3 separate regions of the Mus musculus genome follow, and regions 1 and 3 are each linked to region 2. The links are chromatin contacts, called in public Hi-C and HiChIP or PLAC-seq maps. All regions are on one chromosome and are shown on one strand. The core of a region is the stretch at or near the end of the contact, and the rest is flanking DNA. Distances in the headings are between cores, read along the strand shown.

Region 1 (2,700 bases), core at 102-2,601, 45 kb before region 2:
GGATGCAAATGAGGTGAATAATTAGCTTTAGTAATTGGAAACGTGAGGGAAGACACCCAAAACCTCTCCCAGAAATACCACTTACATTCTGAGGAGCAGAAAAATTCGTTCACAAATTACTTCCCACCTATTCTATCAGCATTTCATTTCTGACCCATTTATTTATTTATTTATTTATTTATTTATGCCACACGCCATATCCTGCTGTCCCCTGATTGCTTACCTGGCAACGACTTTCTTTGATGAAGACAAAGCTTTTCCTTGCCCCTCCTTATGCTCCCATTAGCATAAATATCACCCCCTTCAGTGTCTCCTTTCACCAAGAGCTGCTGTTCTGCCTACCTTGTTGATTTGCAGATTTCTCTTCTGTGTGTGAGCACACAGCACCGTCTTTCCTGCAGGGTCTAGTCCTGTCTGTCCAGGTATCCCTAGTATCCTGCACAGAGCCTGCTTTTACGCTTGTCCATTCACTGCCAAGGAATCCAGTCAGCTGGCCTATATTATTCCAAACACTCCAACCTCAGTTCACAGCCTGCTTCCTTCCCTCTGACTAAAAGCCCAAGATCCTAGGTCAGGGTCACCACACAGGACAGGCCCAATGTGGGGAAACCACAGTACTGCAAACACAATAGAAACTTGACTGCGAAGTCAATCCAGTTATTTGGTACAAGCTACATCTTCCCTAAACTCATGGCTTTATCTATAAACGCGTTTGTCTACTCTCTGTCTCAACTGCTGTGTTAAATGCTAGGCAGAGGGCTCTGTCTGTCAGTGTCCGATGCAGAACTGTGGGAACCTGAGCTCAGACCACCGCCCCTCCCCCACCCCTGACCATATTAAAAAGCCTGCTGCAAGGTCCGTCTGATGCCACACAGCATGGGTGGGTGGAAGACATTCAGAGGCCTGTCAGCCTCATGGCCTACTCACCTCAGCAGCTACGGTGATGTGTAAGTATATGGTGTGATTAGAGAGAAAGAGAAGCCGAACTGGAGACTTGAGGGTGGGGAGCCCAATGTGAGTAGCCTGAGTCCTGTAGCAGCAGGGGTCTGTGTCAATGTCCATGTTATCACCAAAGGCCATGCAGACGTCCCCTGTATGGGCTGCTGCCTGGGACCCAAGGGCTGTGCAGAGCTGACCCTGCCTCTTTCTGGTTGTGGCACTTTGGATGGGCTACTGGAGCAGAGCTGGAGAGCTTGTCCCTGTGGTGTGAATTCAGGTTAGCGGGTGGGCTGACCAACTCAGCTAGCGTCCAGGCCCAGGTCCAGGGCTTGGAGTTGACACCACAACGCCTACCCCATGTATGAACTGCTGGAGCTCATAAAGAGGCCGGTCCTACAGATCCAAAGCTGATAACTGAGAGGAACCCCAGAGAGGCTCCAGTACCAATAGTGCCTCGAACCAGACCAATGACTCATTCCATAAACACTGGCAAGTAAAGATGCTTAGTCAAAAGGGCACAACAGTGTGATACACCATGACACACTGCAGCTTGCAGGGCGAGATCTTCCTTCTTTCCTTCCTTCCTTCCTTCCTTCCTTCCTTCCTTCCTTCCTTCCTTCCTTCCTTCCTTTCTTTCTTTCTTTCTTTCTTTCTTTCTTTCTTTCTTTCTTTCTTTCTTTCTTTCTTTCTCTGTTTCTGTTTTTACTTTTTTGTTTTCTTGAGGGCTGGGGAGAAGGAGGTTTCAAGGGCCAAGGGCAGGCAGATACAGAGACAGGGAGATAGATGAATGGGACTCGGGGTTCACGATGTGAAAGTCACAAAGAATCAATAAAAAAGTTAAAAAGTAAATAAAGAGCCTGCTGTGCAGTAGACACATGCCTACCACCCCCTCTGTAGAGACAGAGACGGCAGCATCTGTCGGAGCTTACAAGTCCGCTGGCCTTGCCAAATCCCTGAGCTCCAGGTTCAGTGTGAGGCCCCATCTCAAAAAATATTGGTGGAGAAGCAACTCAGGAAGACATCCTATATTGATATCTACATGAACATACTATGTATGCACACACCCACACAAACACCACACACACACACACACACACACACACACACACACACACACACAATGCCTATAGCCCCCTAAAGCCCTAAGATGTTATGATGCCTGGTTTTACATAAATAAAATCTGTCATAAAGTAGTTGAGTGTACACTACTATTCTTTTAAGTATAAACAGATGACATGAATGTGTAGCGCTCAATGGTTCTTACATCGTACAACCAAAATAAAAGGGTGAAAGAGGTCAGAAGGGCCACCAGAAGAGCTGGCCAGGCTTCCCAGGAGCATGGTGGTGTGCAGCAAGGACCGCAGAGAACAGCTGGCAGCATGGAGGGCTGTCCCAAGCTGTGATGCTGCTGGGTGCAAAGTCAGCCCACGGTGCCAACCTGTGGGTACCACAAGACAAGATTGTCATTTTTAAAAGAGGCATCATAGAAAGATGGAAAATCAAAGGCGCCTGTATTTCAGTGGAGAAGCCATTATACACCATATAAAGAAATCAAACATGAGTGACTATTTTAAAGATTTATTGCAAAATTCAATTCCAGGTATTCAGGGTACTTCAAGCTCGCAATTATTTTTCTGTCACTGTGTAACTGAGTAATTCTAACTGTTCATTATACAGTCTCCGAAGGAAAATTGCTGGCTGGTCAGCACGTTTCCATCTTTGGTTGACCTGGCCACTCACTACAGTGTGGGCAGGGGGCTT
Region 2 (2,700 bases), core at 200-2,699:
GGGCTGGCAGCTCACTCTAGCTCAGTCTACACCTTCACAACCCAGTTATCCAGCTAGAAAAGGCAACCAAAGCAATGAAATTTGCTTTGCATTTGGGAGAAAGAAAACTTGGAACCAGTGTCTGCAAAAGGGGACCAAAGGGACATGTTTTACATGCAGTTGAGCTGGGAGAATGAAGTGTGTATGCTGTTGAGGAGCAGAGGAGCAGCTGAGTGTGAGAGGAGCAGCTGAGTATGAGAGGAGTAGCTGAGTGTAAGTAAGAGGTGGTAGCCTAGAATAGGGTGGAAAAGGGAGCAGCCAGTAGGAGCGGCCATGTGGCCTCTGTGTGGAGGTAGTGGCTGCTGACCACAAGGCTCTACTCATGTCTCCATGAGCTTGTCAGTCCTATTTCTTCTTCATGTCTGTCCCTACCTCCCTGTTAGCCCAGTTAAGCCTATAAGAAGACAGAGAGACTCCTCAGGGAGCAGGAAGGAGAAAGGCCTCTCTATGATCCTGTTCTGCTTCCCCCTCACTTTGGCCACAGTGAGTCACAGCAAGCCCGAGATAATGTCTCTTTCCCAAGTTCTCTAGGTGATCGGGAAACAGCACTATCAAGTCCACCAGAGTGGGTGGGTTTCATGGACTCAGAAGCCAGCGTTTCTTTCCTATAAACACTGGTAGCCCAATGCTGAGTGGGGAGAGAGTCTCTTTCTCATTAGGCAGCACCTCCCAATCAAACAGCATCACAAGGACTTCTGGGATCTTCACCCCAAACCAGGACACACACAGAGAAAAGCCGAGGTCAGAGGGAAAACACAGAGGGAAGAATCAGATGTCCCAGGAAGCTTTGACAGCCTCGGGACAACAACAACAACAAAATGTAATTAAATCTCTTCTCAGTCCAAAAAGTCAGCATGGAAGAGGACAGACTGTGATCATTGTAAACAGAAGAATAATCTACTCAACAAAGTAGGTGAAGTCAAGACGGGGGCGGGGGTGGTAAAAAAATGGCTCAGGGAGGTATCTCCATTCACTTACTCTCTTCAAGGAGCTCCGGGTCGCCCGAAACAGGTAAGGACTCAGGGACTGCGAGTTCACCTTTGCCACTGAGGCACTGAGAGCTTCCTGCAGAGAGGAAGGGTCGTAGTCGTACACCGGGAAACCTAGACAGCAAACACACAGGCCACAGTGAGAGAGAGATGAGGCACCGAGAGGGCTGTGATCACCTAGGGCAGGTGGCCAGCGGTGGCATGTGTCCTTTACCTGTGGCACACCAGTAGTGCATGCCCAGCACCAACAAAGCCAGCGTCTTCAGCATTGCCTGCTCCATACTGAGAGGATGGCGACCCAGAGTCAGGGAGACGGCCTCTCTCCAGGCTTCTGGATGACAGCTCTTTCAGAGGGTGGCTGTCTTATTCTTGTCACCTGTGACCTAGCTGCCCTGGCTGGCTGGAGCAATCTGGAACCTCAGTAGAGATGATTGATTCCGGTGTCAATATTTACTGCTGACTTTTCCTGTGGAAAAATTCCAGACTGAGGCCACTTTTGAAGTTTGGACCTCTCCGAGGGACTTTATCCCACAGCAGGAGACATTCAGAGAGGCTTGGGTCTCCCTGTATAATGTTTATCTTCTCTCTTTGCATTTTGTTCTTTGGGGGAGGGGACATAATTGTGGACTCAACAAAACGGTGACTTTAAAGCTTGTGCATCTAGTCCTTTCCCAGGTCCTCAAAATCCTTCACCCTCCACCTCTCAATGCCAGAGTCCTCCCTTCCTAGAGACTGCACTCACGCGGAGTGATTTTCCTGTTGGCTTAGCTCTGCCTGCCACCTCCACTACAGAGGCCATGGTTCAGAAACCACAATGGCCGTGTTTGTGATAGGGAGAGTAATGAAGCATGCAGCGGATGAGTGAGTGTATGAGTGCACCAGGTCTCACTCAACTGTCTTTCAGGTCTTTCATTTGAAGCTGGCGCTAACTTCTGGTGTATAACAAGTACCCAGAGCGTAATACCACAAGACAATGACCACTGGAATTTGTAATTCCGTTACTTTTAACCTGGTTTGAACTCAATTCCATTAGAGTCTTCCAGATTGAACTAATGTCACCATCTGGCTCCAAACGCTCTGGACTCATTAAATGAACTGCAGTAATAAAAGCAATTGCAGATGAGCGGAGGAGATGAAGGGAACAACAGCATCCTGTTGCCAGCACTGAGCTATTGATTTTGCTTGACGTTTGCTGGGGTGAGGGAGGGGGGGACCACTGCATTTCTCAGATTCTCTTGGCTATAATTAAGTGTTAGCACCAGGCGTGCAGGGTGGGCTCTGATGGAAGCTAGAAAGCAATGACTTTTAAAATGCCCCTGCAGAATTCCATCATGTCTTGTAAACCCAGAAGATTAAATATAAGCCATCCAGTCACGCTCATGCTATGGTGATTTCTTGTTCTTCCTCCGGTTTGCAGAAATGTGTGCCTCCATCATCCCAGTGATTTTCTGCTATTCCAGCCCCCAAATACTCGGTCAAAGTATTCAAAATTGGGTGGCAGTAAGTGAAGCATTGTATAGCCCTGCACACAGTCCCTGGAAATTTATATAAAGTACATCACAGACCATTTAACAGGAGTACCTGGGAACACACTGAGCAAGAACCGATGGGCTATGGCTGCATCGTAAATGAAGATGCATTACTTTCCAAGGTCATTTCCTCTTTCTCATCC
Region 3 (2,700 bases), core at 100-2,599, 49 kb after region 2:
CTGCCTGGATGCTCCTGCTTTGATGATAATGGACTGAACTTCTGAACCTGTAAGCCAGCCCCAATTAAATGTTATCCTCACTAGAGTTGCCTTGGTCATCATGTCTGTTCTCAACAATGAAACCCTAACTAAGACAGGCTCCACACACTGGATTTTTTAAGAATGCCAACCTAGCTGTCTGATCTTTTCATTTGCCTACTTGCTCAGAATCTGGCTACTAGGAGCCTAAGGACCAGACTCCAGGGGCAGCTCAAATAGGGGACAGAAGATTCACTGAGGTGTGATTCTGATTCCCATGTTCATGTCCTTGTCTTCCCATGAACTCACCCACCAAGTCTATTTGGGACTCATATATCCTATGACCTTCTCTGCCTCTGACCCCAAAGCCTAAACTTAGGTGCCCATCCTGGGGATAGTGAGTTTCTCAGATCCACTGAAACCCTGCAATCTGGGATGTAGGATGCACAGCTTGAGTTGCCAAAGGAGGGGAACACTGCCAGATCACAGTGGAACAGTGAAGTCCCCCAGGTCTGGGCAGCCCGGGCCAGACCATGTTCCACTGTGAGGAGACAGGCGCAAGGTTAGGACCCTGGGGAGGACACAGGAGCATCCATTTATCTGGGCAGTGCTGATCCCCAGGGCAGCAAAACCCATTGCCACTCCATGCTTCGGAAGTGGCTGGCACAGGCCCTGCCCACCTGTTCTCTTTCCCATTCCCGCTGGGAGGCTGGTACACACTGATCTGTACAACCCCAGCCCAGCCTCGTCTCGCCTCAGTGACTTCAGAAGCCTGGCCATATTACAGAACCAATAGACAGAAGAGGCCTGGGCCACAAGAATGCCACTACAGGGAGAAAAGATTTCGGGTTTTTTTTGTTGTTGTTGTTGTTGTTGTTGGTGGTGGTGGTGGTGTTTTGTTTTGTTTTTAATGAAGAGACGCCTCTTGTCTAAGGGGGGAGAGTGCAGCTCTAAGCTGTGTTCCTGAAATACCAGGATGTGTTCACCATCTCTTGCACTGTGACAGCCTCAGAACTGAAGGAGCTTTCAGAGAAGGCAGGGTGGAACTTACAACACTATAAACAAACATCCACAGTGCCTGCTTAGCTCCACTAGGAGTCGGTTAACAACTGTGTCTGCACTGGGGACTGGCGAGGTCAAATTAGCTGTGAACATCCCCGCTCTGGGCAAGGGACGTCCCTCCTCACTGAGAGCATGGGTATCTGAGTCCCAGGCACAATCTAAAACAGACAATGTCCTGTTTAGGGGTTTCTCCTAACAACCATGAGTGAGTCTGGCCCATTAAGACTGCACAGGCCTGCAGAGCCTTTCCTTGAACAACCCAGGTGAGGAACTTGCAGAAACAAAGGGAAATAGCGCCCTCTAGTGACAGATTTCTCAAAGACAGGGCCTCACTGTTGTTCCAAGAAAGGCCACCTGGGTTTCTCTCTGCTCAGAAGAAAGTGAAGGCAGGATCCCTCTGTATGTCTCCTTATCTCTGGCCTCAGTAGTCCCATAACCATGGTGACCCTCAGGGGTGACTTACAAGCACATTCCTTGTCCTGTATTAAGAACACACATTCTCAACAACATGACAATAGCAGCTCTGGCTCCTGATACACACAGCAAATGAACGTCTAAAACAAATCACCCTGCTTGATGCTGCTCCCTGGACCACCAGAGCATGTGTCAGGACCTAGGGAGCTCGGCAGACTCCCTGATGGGGTCAGTACAAGAGGAGACAACCTGATCCAGGTTTCTGCATCTCTTAAGGGTCTCTTCAGTAGAAAATGCACCCAGACAGGGAAAGACCAAAGAAACCAGATTACTGCACACCGTGTATTTGCAACTCCTGCTGGGCTTTCCCTCCCTCTCCCTGCCTCTTTCCTCCCCTGTCCCTTCTACCCCTGTCCATCCAATGCTCGTGGCTTAATTCCCTATCGGCTGTGAGTCAATTGACCCTCTGGTCCAGCAGTTCTCTGAATGTCGAGAGTCCCCTGGCTCTGATTATCACACACAGAATATTCCAGCTCCACTCTACTAGTGACACATCACAAGCCAGAAGAAAACTTGGAAGTAAAGGCTGGCCACAGGGAGAGAGGCCATATGTGGAAGAGCTGTATCTCTACACTTAAGTCCTCAGCCCTCTGCTTGGGAACGTGACCTTGTTCGGAAATCAGGCCACTGCAGATGGCGCTGACAGGTCGAGATGGAGTCCTGATCCAACATGACTGTTGTCCCCAGGAAACAGAGAAATTAGGACACACCTGCACATAGGGAGGGCACCATATGGGCATGAGGCTGCGGGTCAGAGTGTCACATCCGTCAGGCACAGAGTGACAAAGATGGCCAGTAAACTTTCAGAAGCTAGGGGACAGCACAGCAGAACAGTCACTTCACAGTACTCTATGGGGTCAACCCAACCCACAACTTCACGTTGGACTTCTGCCTTCCAGAACTATAGTCAGTACACTGGTACTCCGGCCATCCTGTGTGTTTTCTTCCTCCACCTCTGCTGACGTTCCACCATCTTCCACACCACTTACCTACTAATCATAAAGACAGGCATATAGGGCACAGGTACCCAACCCCCCCCCCCCAGCCCTCACTTCCATAGCAGACATCATTAATTGATTAAGACATACTAAGAATTGACAGAGGGCCCCAGAATCCCTCGCAATCCAGGAGTCCTGGAGACTGCAC

What was found. A called contact is a pair of places that touch in the nucleus more often than the background predicts. HiChIP or PLAC-seq counts read pairs in DNA pulled down with a chosen protein or histone mark.
Region 1: a contact with region 2 is called in an HNF4G HiChIP or PLAC-seq map of pancreatic cancer cells. The contact joins the enhancer-like site here to the promoter of Spp2 in region 2. A contact is called at or near these places in 4 of 39 promoter capture datasets (the 3T3-L1 cell line, frontonasal cranial neural crest and pre-B cells), 1 of 115 datasets of contacts at active chromatin or transcription factors (pancreatic cancer cells) and 4 of 9 other capture datasets (adipose tissue, liver, macrophages and 1 more).
Region 3: a contact with region 2 is called in a Hi-C map of uterus. The contact joins the enhancer-like site here to the promoter of Spp2 in region 2. A contact is called at or near these places in 25 of 39 promoter capture datasets (the 3T3-L1 cell line, 3T3-L1-derived adipocytes, HPC-7-derived erythroid cells and 17 more), 21 of 484 Hi-C or Micro-C datasets (the AML12 cell line, the C3H10T1/2 cell line, double positive thymocytes and 11 more), 4 of 115 datasets of contacts at active chromatin or transcription factors (embryonic stem cells, extraembryonic endoderm stem cells and pancreatic cancer cells) and 4 of 9 other capture datasets (adipose tissue, liver, macrophages and 1 more).

What each region holds. Positions count from the first base shown.
Region 1 is chr1:88,451,107-88,453,806 of GRCm38.p6, reverse strand. The region is part of intron 1 of Gm29538 (predicted gene 29538); the gene reads left to right. Among named protein-coding and RNA genes, the nearest start is that of Gm28888, 7.7 kb to the left of the region's middle. Within about 2 kb of position 1,351, at least 25 of the 459 cell types and tissues checked have an H3K27ac peak or open chromatin away from gene starts, as enhancers often do. A contact at or near this core is called in pancreatic cancer cells, where this site is marked.
Region 2 is chr1:88,405,759-88,408,458 of GRCm38.p6, reverse strand. Spp2 (secreted phosphoprotein 2) reads right to left here and starts at 1,449. Exons shown (of 8, transcript NM_029269.3): 1 at 1,243-1,449; 2 at 1,018-1,142. The coding sequence starts at 1,309.
Region 3 is chr1:88,356,315-88,359,014 of GRCm38.p6, reverse strand. The region is part of intron 18 of Trpm8 (transient receptor potential cation channel, subfamily M, member 8); the gene reads right to left. Among named protein-coding and RNA genes, the nearest start is that of Gm51639, 26 kb to the right of the region's middle. Within about 2 kb of position 1,349, at least 21 of the 459 cell types and tissues checked have an H3K27ac peak or open chromatin away from gene starts, as enhancers often do. A contact at or near this core is called in pancreatic cancer cells and uterus, where this site is marked.